Linked DNA regions of Zea mays: region 1 is linked to region 2. A link is a contact called in public Hi-C data. All regions are on one chromosome and are shown on one strand. Each heading gives the region's core, a stretch centred on a gene start, on an enhancer-like site or on the middle of the called end of the contact. The rest is flanking DNA. Distances are from core to core; before and after follow the strand shown. Region 1 overlaps LOC103638811 (protein MONOCULM 1). Region 2 overlaps LOC542673 (barley mlo defense gene homolog 7).

What was found. A called contact is a pair of places that touch in the nucleus more often than the background predicts.
Region 1: a contact with region 2 is called in a Hi-C map of ear, with 4 times the contacts expected there. The contact joins two enhancer-like sites. A contact is called at or near these places in 2 of 25 Hi-C or Micro-C datasets (ear and tassel).

Annotation. Positions count from the first base shown.
Region 1 is chr9:107,713,871-107,720,152 of Zm-B73-REFERENCE-NAM-5.0, reverse strand. LOC103638811 (protein MONOCULM 1) reads left to right here. Exons shown (of 3, transcript XM_008661623.2): 3 at 4,085-6,140. The coding sequence starts at 4,197. The coding sequence ends at 5,600. Among protein-coding and RNA genes, the nearest start is that of LOC103638811, 6.9 kb to the left of the region's middle. Within about 2 kb of position 3,967, at least 6 of the 20 cell types and tissues checked have an H3K27ac peak or open chromatin away from gene starts, as enhancers often do. A contact at or near this core is called in ear and tassel, where this site is marked.
Region 2 is chr9:107,562,699-107,569,240 of Zm-B73-REFERENCE-NAM-5.0, reverse strand. It overlaps LOC542673 (barley mlo defense gene homolog 7), which reads right to left. Exons shown (of 14, transcript NM_001112191.1): 7 at 6,353-6,427; 8 at 6,163-6,251; 9 at 6,041-6,090; 10 at 5,667-5,707; 11 at 5,294-5,506; 12 at 5,145-5,212; 13 at 4,943-5,003; 14 at 4,443-4,824. The coding sequence ends at 4,555. Among protein-coding and RNA genes, the nearest start is that of LOC109942230, 6.0 kb to the left of the region's middle. Within about 2 kb of position 4,275, at least 19 of the 20 cell types and tissues checked have an H3K27ac peak or open chromatin away from gene starts, as enhancers often do. A contact at or near this core is called in ear and tassel, where this site is marked.

The DNA of each region.
Region 1 (6,282 bases), core at 2,718-5,217, 150 kb before region 2:
TATTTTATACCTATGGGTTAAAAGATATGGGTGACTGCAGAACATTCCAATATAATACATGTATACCTATTGGGTGAATGTTTTTGTCCAATAAAGGACTCATAGGTACAATTTTTAGTCTATATAAATCCCCTATTAGAGTAAATAATCATCGAGTATCAGGACCCATATGTACTCTCTAGCTAATTTCAAGTTTTCAACAACCGGATTGGAGCTACCCTACTTTGACATATTTTCTTCAACCATGCATATTCCCATCGACACGTACAAGTAAATAATCAATTTAATTTATGATTTGACTACTTGAAATAGTGCAATCTTGTGTATGTATTATCACCATACGAGTTGTAGATACACAACAAGGGCTTCTTTCTAAATATTTTACGGTGGAAAACTTGTATATTTCACACTTCTTATGGATCCAAGCATTGTGTGTTCGAGGTAGCTCTTCAACAACGTAAGGTAGTGTTTGGTTCTAGAGCCTAGTTACATAGAATGACTTCGTTCCAAGAATGGAATGGTTTCATTCCATGTTTTGGAGATAGAATGGAGTTCAAGAGTGTAGGTAGCACTGAGTCACTCCATCAATTATATATTTGGGAGAAGCCATAAGAGTGTGATCACCATCATCTCTTGTTGGTGAAGGAGATTCGAACGGGGACGCTCGTGAGCAAAAATGTTCGATAGTTTTTGGGGAGCAGTGGGATTCAATATATTAGGGAAATATTTTTTGAACCTGCTCTGTTTCAGACTTCCGTAAATCAAACACTACTAAAGATTTACTAGAGCCACGAAGTTCCACCTCGTTCGAGAATAAACGCTACATATATGTCTTTTTTGTTTTTTCTTAGTGTAATAAACTTTGTTGTATTAGATGCCATCTAGCTTGTGTTTGCACTTTGTTCCCTTTTAATGAAATATATGCTTAGGCGCATTTTCTAAAATAAGATAGTAAAGCTAAGATAATAAATGTAATCTGGCAAATTTTATCACATTTATGACTTGATTTTCACCGGAAATTTGTATACTTGACCTATTTAACTAGTTTGACTAAAGAAATACACTCATATTCATAAATTTAAGCATTTCTATCATTGAAAATTTGTCCACACATATAAGCATTTCTTGCCTACTCCAACCCTCATGGTCTTTATACCTACCATTTAAGTTAATGCATGTATAGGGAGGAGCTAATTATAATTGTGTGATTGATGACAGTCCTAGTGCTGAAAACCATATGTAGTTTCTATGCGTAGTAATACATTCTATTAATAAAATAGAACCAAAAGAATCTGAAAACCACAAATAGTTTTCATACCTATCAATCTTTTGTATCAGTACAATAGAATCAAAAGGAACTCTCATGTTTGCCAAGGAAGTTTAGAAATTGTTGTATTACACTATTGGAAAGATGATCTTTGCCTAGTGTTAAATTCTTTGTCGAGTGCAAATCCACGGGCACTAGGCAAGAAGTCCCTTTGAAGAGTGCAAAAGAGGCTTTGTCGAGTATCTATGACACTTGGCAAAGAAGGTGATTCCTGTAATGTTAGGTTGTGCTCAGGAGAGCGTACAAATAACCTTGCAAAATATTATTCTATATTGTAGACTATATTGTTTATAGAGTAAAGTTTGAAATAGGAAGTGAACTAAGAAATGGGATAGAAAGGCTACCATAGACAACCTTAGTTATGAAAAAAATGAGAAGAATATATACCATTAAACTACATTATGATCTAACGACAAAAAATGAATAGAATATCAAAGAAAAAGAAAAAAAATAATTTAGATTTTATAATAATCTAACATCAAAATCAGTGCATCTCAAATATGTCATCATCCTTTCAAATCTCAACAAAGCATCCACGAAAATACGAAAAGATAGATGTAGTACATTAAACTCTTGGCCAAAGATAGATGTACCAGGATGTGTCGGTTTAGAAAGTGCAAGCCATCACTATCGTATTCGAGAGGGTGACTCGCGGATGTTACCTCAAAACTGTCTACTTGTTATATACACACTGCATATATAAATTATTTACATAGATATTACATATAGAAATTTTATTCTCATTGGATTGTTTCTATAGAGTAATTTTTATTCAATGAAATGCCTTATCTCTATCATCTACCTATCATATTTCTTCATATCTTTATTTGTGTATGGACATAGTTTCTTATCTAAGGTAACATTTCTTGTCCTTCTTCTTTAATTTAAGTGCCATGTTATTTTTTTGATTAGTTGACATCCTAATTAATAAACACACAAACCATCTAGTTTTATGGTGGGGAGTGCCCTGAGGGGCATCACAATTCACAATAATTTGTAGTCTTCCTTAATCTATCATAAAAATTCTAGAATTATGTATATTTGTAGCAAAGACAGTAAGAAGACATAATTTCTACAAGTCTAATTCATATATAATCAAATTTTCCTTCTGTACCTCCTTCCTCTTTATATTGCTAATCTAACTTTCACATAATGCTCATAAATTCCCACCTATGAAACTTTCTATTTTTAATAAAATTGTTTTTATTTACATCATTTTCAACCTAGCTTGTTTCATGGTACATTGTTTCAGTTTAATCGACCATTTATCTTCTTTAAATGTTCAATTCGTTCATTTGAATGACCATTTAGTCCAATAATGGATTAACAGTTGGTGACTAGTTGATTAGTGTTTAGCGTTTCATTCATAAAACGTTTTGCACTTAGGGTCTGTTTGGTTGAGCTGTGGCCGTGGAAAAAAAGTCGTTGTGTGTTGTGAGCTATAAAAAAAGTTGATGTGGACTAAGAGCTATAAAAAGCTAAAAAACCGTTTGGTGAAAGCCACTAAAAGTTCTTACATATGTATTTGCACAGTTCCATCCAAAAGTCATTAAAAGTATATCCAAATATATTTTCAATTTTGCACTGAAAGAAACCAGGCTTTTGGAAAACACTGCTTTCTGGTTCGAACCCTTTGGTTTGCTTTTGTTTTTTACATGGCAAAATACAAAACCAAAAAACAAACCAAACACACCCTCGCAGAATTGTGTCATACCACCGCATGCATTTTCTTGAGTCCTAATATTGGCCCTTAGATTTGTTTGTTCAACCCCTGCATAATCCAATTATTTCAGCTTTGCTAATTAGCTAATATACAAACTCATTATAAGCTAGCTTATAATTAATCAGGAACACTTTGTTTATATAATCCTATAAGGTTATCTCCAGCGGCTTATCAATCCCTATACACATTTTCAAACTCAACTCTACGAAAAATACAGTTTACAGATAAAAACAGTGTTTTAGGTGACCTTATGAGTGAACTGTTGGACAGGTCTAAACTATCTATAGCTTCCCCCACACCTATATATAAGTTGTATTTGTATTATTTAACTGATGCGTTAAACATGGGGGCTAATATAAGCACGAAATTTGCATCCATCTTGCGTATACATGTACACAAGCACATGGATACAATGGAACTTTGAGAAGATTTGGAATCGCTGGATTCTTATTATTCAGAGACAGCACCCGCTCAAGCCGCGCCTCATGAGAAGGACTGAAAAGAAAACTAGAGGCGAGCTGAGCTTGGCACATATATCAACAATGAGTACAGTAGTTTTTTTTGGTAGCAGAAATGCAGAATCCATGTAATAGAGATTAGTAGCCTGGCTTAGCGTAATGAATATAGTATTTGGTTGTTTAGGCCCACCGGCACCAACTCTTGGAATGTTTTAGTTAGATTCCTCCATTCCTTTGGCCTTCCCAAATCACACGCACCACGATCCACCAGATAAAAGACAACTCCCTGCACACTCACTCACCCTTGCTGCCACCTTTCCCCTGCCTCCCTCCGTCCCACTTCTATTCCTAGTTCCTAGAGAGAGAAAGCATCCACTTCTCTCCCACAACCAGCTCTGTCTCTCTCTCTCCCCTTCGCCCTCCGAGTTTACACAATGCATCTACTAGTAACTCCTACTAGTAGCTAACTAGGCTATGGGCGAGTAGGTAGTGGCAAGGTACTGCGTAGTGGTGTAGCTGATGAGCTGCAGCAGCCTCTCAGACTCTCACACAAGCACACCTCTGTATTTTTGGCAGATGAGGATGTCCTGTCACGGAAGCTGCAGCTGCGAGGCCAGTCGTCCCAACCCCAGCCCCAGATGCTGCTGCCGGACGTCGTGCGCCCCTATTAAACCCGCCAGGAGATGAGATGCACGTCCTTCCACTCGCGCTCCACCCCCTCATGCTCCTCGCCTGCCATCACCGCCGACTCCGGCCGCCGCCGCCGCTGAAGAAGAAGAAGCTCGGCCTGCGCCGTCCAACGACCGACGAAGCTATGCTCAGCTCACTCCACCACCACTCCTCGTCCTCCTCCGACACCGACAACAACAATGGCAACAACAAGAACGGCAGCAGCAACAACAGCGACGTCCTCGCGGCGGCGGCGGTGCCGTCCGCGCGGGACCTCGTGCTCGCGTGCGCCGACCTGCTGCAGCGCGGGGACCTCCAGGCCGCGCGCCGCGCCGTGGGGGTCCTCCTGTCCGCGGCGTCCCCGCGCGCGGACGCCGCCGATCGGCTCGCCTACCACTTCGCGCGCGCGCTCGCTCTCCGGGCGGACGCCAGGGCCGCCGCCACGGGCTTGGTGGCCGCCGCCGCCGCGCGGCCGGCGTCGTCCGCCGCCTACCTCGCGTTCAACCAGATCGCGCCCTTCCTGCGCTTCGCGCACCTGACGGCGAACCAGGCCATCCTCGACGCCGTCGAGGGCGCGCGCCGGATCCACATCCTCGACCTGGACGCCGCGCACGGGGTGCAGTGGCCGCCACTGCTGCAGGCGATCGCCGAGCGCGCCGACCCGGCCGCGGGACCGCCGGAGGTGCGCATCACCGGCGCCGGCGCCGACCGCGACACCCTCCTCCGCACCGGCAGCCGCCTCCGCGCCTTCGCCCGCTCCATCCAGCTCCCCTTCCACTTCACGCCGCTCCTGCTCTCCTGCGCCGCTACCCATCAGCAGCAGGTCGTCACCAGCGCGAGCACCACGACCAACACCACCACTTCGAGCGCGGCCACGACGAGCCAGCTGGAGCTGCACCCGGACGAGACGCTAGCCGTCAACTGCGTCATGTTTTTGCACAAGCTAGGCGGGCACGACGAGCTTGCCGCCTTCTTGAAGTGGGTCAAGGCCATGGCCCCCGCCGTGGTGACCATCGCGGAGAGGGAGACAATCGGCGGGGGTTTCGACCGCATCGACGACCTGCCCCAGCGGTCCGCGGTAGCCATGGATCACTACTCGGCCGTGTTCGAGGCGCTCGAGGCGACTGTGCCGCCGGGGAGCCGGGAGCGGCTGGCGGTGGAGCACGAGGTGCTCGGCAGGGAGATCGACGCCGCGCTGGGTCCCTCCGGTGGGAGGTGGTGGCGCGGACTCGAGCGGTGGGGAGCCGCGGCGCGCGGCGCCGGATTTGCGGCGCGGCCTCTCAGCGCTTTCGCCGTGTCGCAGGCGCGGCTGCTGCTGCGGCTGCACTACCCGTCGGAGGGCTACCTCGTGCAGGAGGCGCGCGGCGCGTGCTTTCTCGGGTGGCAGACGCGGCCGCTGCTGTCCGTGTCGTCGTGGCAGTAGCCCGCCGCCGCCGCCACTGAGGACGAGCCTTCTCTACCTGCTGCGTGCATGCATTCATGCCGGCGGCGCCGACGGACGGACTAGGGTTTGCCTCGCTCATCACTAGTCATCAGTACCGCATATATAGAGCTAGCGTATATATGAGCATTGCATTTTGTAGCAATAATATTGGTTGTTACTTGCGCTACGTACGTACTTAGCAAGATCTCATTGTGATTTTGGAGGATGGGTTTGTTGGGTCAATTGGAAGGAGGAAACCCTAACCCTAGCTTGCTGTGGTTTAATTGCTGTTGATCTTGGCAGCTTGGATGGATGGATGGTTAGTTGGTTGGTTGATTAGCACTCTTGTTAATTTGAGGAGTTTAAGTCCATATGTAGCCTTGCATGCATGGAATGGCGGCATTGGAACAAGTGAAGAGGTCGGCCTTCAGGCTTTGTTCGGCTAGCAATTTCTTCAACGTACTAAAATCGGCTTTGCTATTATATTTTCATACTTGTATCTATCTATCTATCTTTTATTTATATATTTGTTCTTTCATCTGTTTCTCTCAATAGCTCATGTGTGGATTCCATACTAGTAGGGAGATTTTAGTCGTCTATATTATTAATTATTTGTTATTTTGATGTGAGATCCTGCTCTTCTTCGTTTAAGTTGGACGTGTGATCTTGCAGAATGTCCTCT
Region 2 (6,542 bases), core at 3,026-5,525:
TATTAAATATGGATAGTATGGCCCTTTATTCCATTTGTGGTTGTTATATTTTGGCTATACTATTCATTGTATTCCCTATAGAACCAAGTTACTGCATGGTGTAATAAGGGATTGTTCAAACAATCTATATGATGTAAGCAAATGGTGGCCCCGCTTAGAAATCTAATAGTCACATCAATGAAAGCGCATTGAAAAATTCATCAAATTTGATCAAATCAAGCTGATTCCAAGGTATTCAAAATGTCTCTATTTTTACTACCAATCGTATTGACAACCATGTGAGATAGAACAATAACAGAACATCTAACTCGGATCCTTTATCTCCTCTAACCTAAATTATACACATTGTTAGTCTCGATAGTGATTCTAGCTGGTAAGGGCAAACAAGTTATGCAAGTATACTGATAACTACCTCATGCGTCTCAATCCATGCTACAACCGAAGTAAAAGTAGATCCCATCTAATAGGCATATCACCTATATGTAAACCATTTAGATAAAAAAATTGTGCATGACCTAGCTTCGGTACCACTATTAAAAAATGTGTATGGCACGCACTAGCATATCTACCACGTTCAACCAAGATCCTATGGGAGTAGATGATCATGGTCGCTACCATTACACACGCAGCACAATGTAAAAAACATGTCGATGTAGTGAAAGCAGTCGAATGTCCTCGCCAGAGGCGGGCCCAGGGGTGGTTCATGGGTATTCATTGAATACCCCAAATTTTTGGTGATCCATAATAATGTGTCAATAATATATTAAAAAATAGTGTTAAAACACTAATTTCTTTGATCTTTTAAATTTTGAATACCCAATCTTAAATGTCTAGGCCCGCTTCTGGTCCTCGCACACCAGCAGTAGCTAGAACACATCCACTCATCCTACTTATGTTCGTTGCCAATCAATACTACATTAGTAACACCATCTACACAATATCTATACGTGCGGCGATGAAACAGTATGATGTTGATATGCTAGCACCGCATGTATAGTAGAAGAAATAGTAGCAGCATCTTGAACGCCCGCAACCATAAGAAGGGAGACGATAATCGCTAAGATGACGCTCTCTAGTATATCTGCCCCTTTATATATATAATGGAAGCCCTGGGCTTCCAATAGTTAAAGGAAGCCCAGGTCGATCATCTCTGCAACCTGGTTCAACCCAGCGCACCAACTGGACCAGGTTGTCAGTTGCACCACCCGCGCCCGCGTCTGTGCATGCAAAAAAAGAATGCATGCATGAGTCAAACACGTCCCCTTGCATGCGCACAAATTTAGGAAAGATATGTGTGACGGTTTCTATTTTTAAATGCTTTATTTCTTCCATAAATTTAGAATCGCTGCAACAGCCATGCAACTAGACTCGTAAGGACCATTTTATGATATATACTGCTACTAAATATGCTACCCTATGTAGATAATTATGCAATCTGGTATACTGCGTAAAAATCTGTTACCAGCTGTATGTACACGAATTTATGATAAAAATAATATGCAATGAAAGAAAATGAATTGCACACATAGAAACAAAAAATCATATTTAATGTTTTATTTTCTTCATAAATATAGGATCCCTCCAACAGCCATGCAACTAAACACATTAGATCTAGTTTATGATATATATTGATACAAATTATATTACATGTTGTAGATATTTATGCAATTCGTTACACTGCGTAAAAAATCTGGCATGTTGTTCACTGGTGGACACATCTCCGGGTTGGAGCGTAATAACCTTAAGTTTTGAGCATAAAATCCTTCAATTATAAGCGTAAATACCGAGCCAATGTGAGAGGTTGATAGCTCTAGTAGATTGTTATTACGATCCTATTTTTATGGCAGATCCGAAAAACATGGCAGTCGCATGCATGCGGTTATACAGATCCAAAAATTATGGCAAAATGCATGCATGAGTCAAACACGTTCCCTTGCATGCGCGTAAATTTAGAAAAGATATGTGTGACGGTTTCTATTTTAAATGCTTTATTTCCTCCATAAATTTAGGATCGCTGCAACAGCCATGCAGCTAGACTCGTAATGACCATTTTATGATATATACTGATACTAAATATGTCACACTGTGTAGATAATTATGCAATTCGGTATACTGCATAAAAATCTGTTACCAACTGCATGCACACGAATTTATGATGGAAAGAATATGCAATGAAAGGAAATGAATTAGAAACAAAAAATCGCATTTAATGTTTTATTTTCTTCGTAAATATAGGATCCCTCCAACAGCCATGCAGCTAAACGCATTAGAACTAGTTTATGATATATAGTGATACAAATGATACTACACGGTGTAGGTATTTATGCAATTCGTTACACTGCGTAAAAAATCTGGCATGTTGTTCACTGGTGGACGCATCTTCGGGTGGAGCGTAAAAACCTTAAGTTTTGAGCATAAAATCCCTCAATTATAAGCGTAAATACCGAGTCAATTTGAGAGGTTGATAGCTCTAGTAGGTTGTTATTACTATCCTATTTTTATGACAGATCCGAAAACATGGCAGCCACATACATGTGGTTTCTATTTTTATACAGATCCAAAAATTATGGCAAAAATCGTAGGAGTTTCATTGCATGTGCGTAAATTACGAACAACATAAATCAAGGAATTGTCTTTCCAATGTGCATGCAGTAAACTGATATACGAACTCCGTGTTTAAGCATAAAATCGTACAGTTTTTTGCGTAAATAATACATGTGGTAGGCATAAAACACAATAATCGAAAAAAGAAACTGCGCCGGATCGGAGGATGTCACGCGCGATCATCGCTGCGCGCATCTCAGGCCTTTCGTGACGCCGCTTGCTCGAACATCGCGTCTCATGCGTCGCCGTCGCTACTCGCACGTCGACGGGCGTCGCTTGCTCGTCGGCCTTGGAAGTGCTGCCTCCTCAGGATCTCGGGGACGCAGCCGCTTGCCCGCACAAGGGCCCCGCTGTCGCTTGCCCTCTGGATCGGGGAGCCGCCGCCACCGACCTGGGAACCGCCGCCACTACTCCGGATCGAGAAACCTCCGCCACCGCGCGTCGAGGCCATGGAGTTGCGGCCACCGGCTGGGGGTCCACCTCCGCGCACGCTCTGGGGCAACTGCCGTCGTCGCACGCGGCGTCGCTAATGAATCGGGGTGGAGCGTAAAAACTGAACCCTAGCACTCCGGGTCCTGTTTTATAGACGTACGGATGTGGTTCGGCTCGACCGGATTGCACCGTCCGACCTGGGCTTCCTCTAGTTATTGGAAGCCCAGAGCTATTAATATATAAACTATATATATATATATATATATATATATATATATATATATATATATATATATATATATATATATATATATATATATATATATATATATATATATATATATATATATATATATATATATATATACTAATAGATTTTTACTCTAAAGGTTTATTAAATATGGACGATGATTAACTCTTAGTCATATATTTAACAATGATATCTAACATGTCGTCTGCCTACCTGACCGCCTATTCCACCCCGATCGATTGATGCATGATTCATATATCTATAAGTCGGTCTCTAATGGAACGTGTATATATAGACGTACAAAACACAGTTTTACATTGTATACCGTGTTGTTTTTACGATGGAATTTAAAATAAAGAGTGAAATAGAAAGGTCGCTAGAGCCTAGAGATAGCCTTACGGAGCGGACGGTGCGTGCATGGATGGATAATGATCTAATCCCCGATGAAAATAGCATTTTCAGATACTCCTAGCACTAGAATCGACGTGATGCTGCGCGCCTCTCTTTCCCCAGTTCCCTGCCCTACGTACGCCTGCCAGGCACCGCAGTCGTCGCTTCTGCAATTATTGGCGTGCGCGCACGCGCACACACCCGTATGCGTCTGTCAACGGACACGCACGTACGTAATGGCAGACGAGCGCGCGCAGGCGCAGGCATCGAAAGCTAGACGCCTCCCTGGCCTTCGCCGGTTCTAGCTACCTCCATGCTTCGTACTACCAGTACATATACTGGCAGCGAGCACAGACACGCATAGTCAGATGAATGGATCGAACGCGTCCTTTTCCTTCCATCACACTCTTGAGAACGCTCACCTGCCTGCTACATTGCAATAGATCGCAGTGAGCCATGGATAATGGGTTATGTACGCCCAGCTTTCCTTTACAGCAAGGTACGGCCGGCACAAGGCAGCAGCAGCAGGCCATGCTGGGCCAGGGCCAATGACGCGCCGGCTGGCTGTGCCACAGCCCACATACAACGTTGTAGCGTCGCGCTGCAACGTCGCACGTGACATGCCACAACGCCTGGCGGCCGGCCCTAGCACGGGAGCAGGCATGGGGACGACGCGTCCCGTCCTGCCCGTACCGTTACACGAGATGACGTTGACGTTACAACACGCGATCAGAGCTACAGCGCGCGGGCGCGGGCGCGGCCGCCCAGCCTGCTCCCGACACGAGGAATTTTCCGCAGCGTCCGACCCATCAACCCGCTGCGCACGGTACCTCGGCAGCCTGCCTGCCTTCCCTGCTGGTGTTTGCTAGCTAGGAATTTTATGGTCCTTGGCCAACGGCAGCTGCAGCCACCGCGACGTCGTCGACGGTGACGATCTCGTCAGCCGGCGCCATCGGCATGCTGCGCGAGCTCCCCGACCGCTCCTTGGCCACCCTGCGGGTTACGTCGGCCTCCCTGCCGGAATCAGCGTTAGGGTCACCGCCGGGAATCTTCCAGAACGAGAAGGGTTTCTTCCTCAAGCCGATCCAGCCATGGACACTCTCGTGCACGCGGGAGCCAAAACCATGCAGCTTGATCTGTCCGGTCATCTGGATCATCACAAATAGCGACCCGATGCTCAAAATACTCCAGCTTTATATGATGAACATTAACGAAAATAACGAGATTCTTTCCAATAGATAGATAGTGTGTATCCTTGGAGCTTACATGGGTCACGATGGCGTATAGTGGCAGCGTGATATAGCTGCAGATGACTTCGATGATCACCCTGAAAAACACAACACAATTTACTGTCATGACTGATGCAAGGACCTGATTCTTTGCTATTGATCTATTTTGTGCGCTAATCATCCTCGTACTGACAAGGAGAACGTTCTAGATTTTTCAGGCAATTCAAACTTTCGCTGACCCGATAACAAGTCTGGAAATGACATAAGGCTTCCGTTCCATCATACACGAACCGAAACCTTCTGATACCTATTAAGTGATTATTGTTAGCTCCAAGGTGTGATTCATGGAAAATTAATTGAGAAGTAGAGGACGTAGTGCAAAAAATACCAGAATCCAGAAGAAAAAACTAATCTCGAACGAATTCTGGAACAGGATGAAATGGATCAAATGAAGGACTAGCTCAGGCTTGTGAAACCAGAAATGGTCCTTGCATGGCTTTATTTTCGGAACTTCCTCTGTATTATTTGATAATGATATCGCTGCCTCTTGAGCCAACCGAGTGATAATGTGCTCTAGTTTGGCACCAACAATAAGTAACAGCTGCAATTTACCACTTTGTTTAGGGATGGCTCTCATCCATTCATTCAAATAAACAGTGTTTGTAGTCAAACTTCTTGGATATGACAGTTTAGTTCAAAAGCGAAAGGCCGAATATCTGAATTCAATCAACACAACGCCGAAGGAAACGTATCATACTTACAAATAGAGGCAAGAAAGCCAACCAGAAGTATGTGTGCCATCCTGCATTTTGACAGAAAGCAACAGAAAAGGGATAAATAGAATCACAGCAGATAGTTAGATGTGTATGAATGTATGATGCACTGCATATGTGAAAGCAATGATAACTATATCAGATGTAAAAACAATGATTACTAACTATATCAGATGTGAAAGCAATGTTGATAGGCACAGACCAACTAATCCACCCTACTGACCAATCAATCGTCAAAGTTACGCAAAACTATAGTACTAGTTGGCATATAAATTACAGAGGGCAAATAGAAGCTATAAGAACAGCTACTGATATAGTTAAATGCTTCTGCTCTACCGATTTTAAGACATGAAGAGAATTACCATTTATATTCAGCAGCAGGAATAAGATTACAAAAAGCCACAGATACCAGCTGCATGCAGGTAACTCATGTAAGATCACTTATGTTTAAGGAAACATGGAACCTTTCTCTGAATACACCAACCTGATACCAACAACTCTTTTAAACTCATATTCAACAGCGCGAGTCATGTATTTGTGGAAATCAATATCTGGTTTCTCGGGATAGTGTTCCTGAATGAAAAGAACAGATATATGCCCAACGAGCTTCAGCACAAACACGGACAGATGCGTGAAAACTAATGGGTGCAATGAAACTAAAATGTATATCATACCACGACAAAAGCTGATCTAAGTGCTTCATAATCTGATTTACTCACTGAATCTTGAAATTGCTTCAAGAATGCAGTCTGCAACAAGTTGGACAAAAGTCCCTCCGTAAGACATGAATAACACACTAATTGAAACTGAACAACATCGATGCTCCAGAAACCCCAAAAATATAGAGCATAGTGTGAGTTGAGA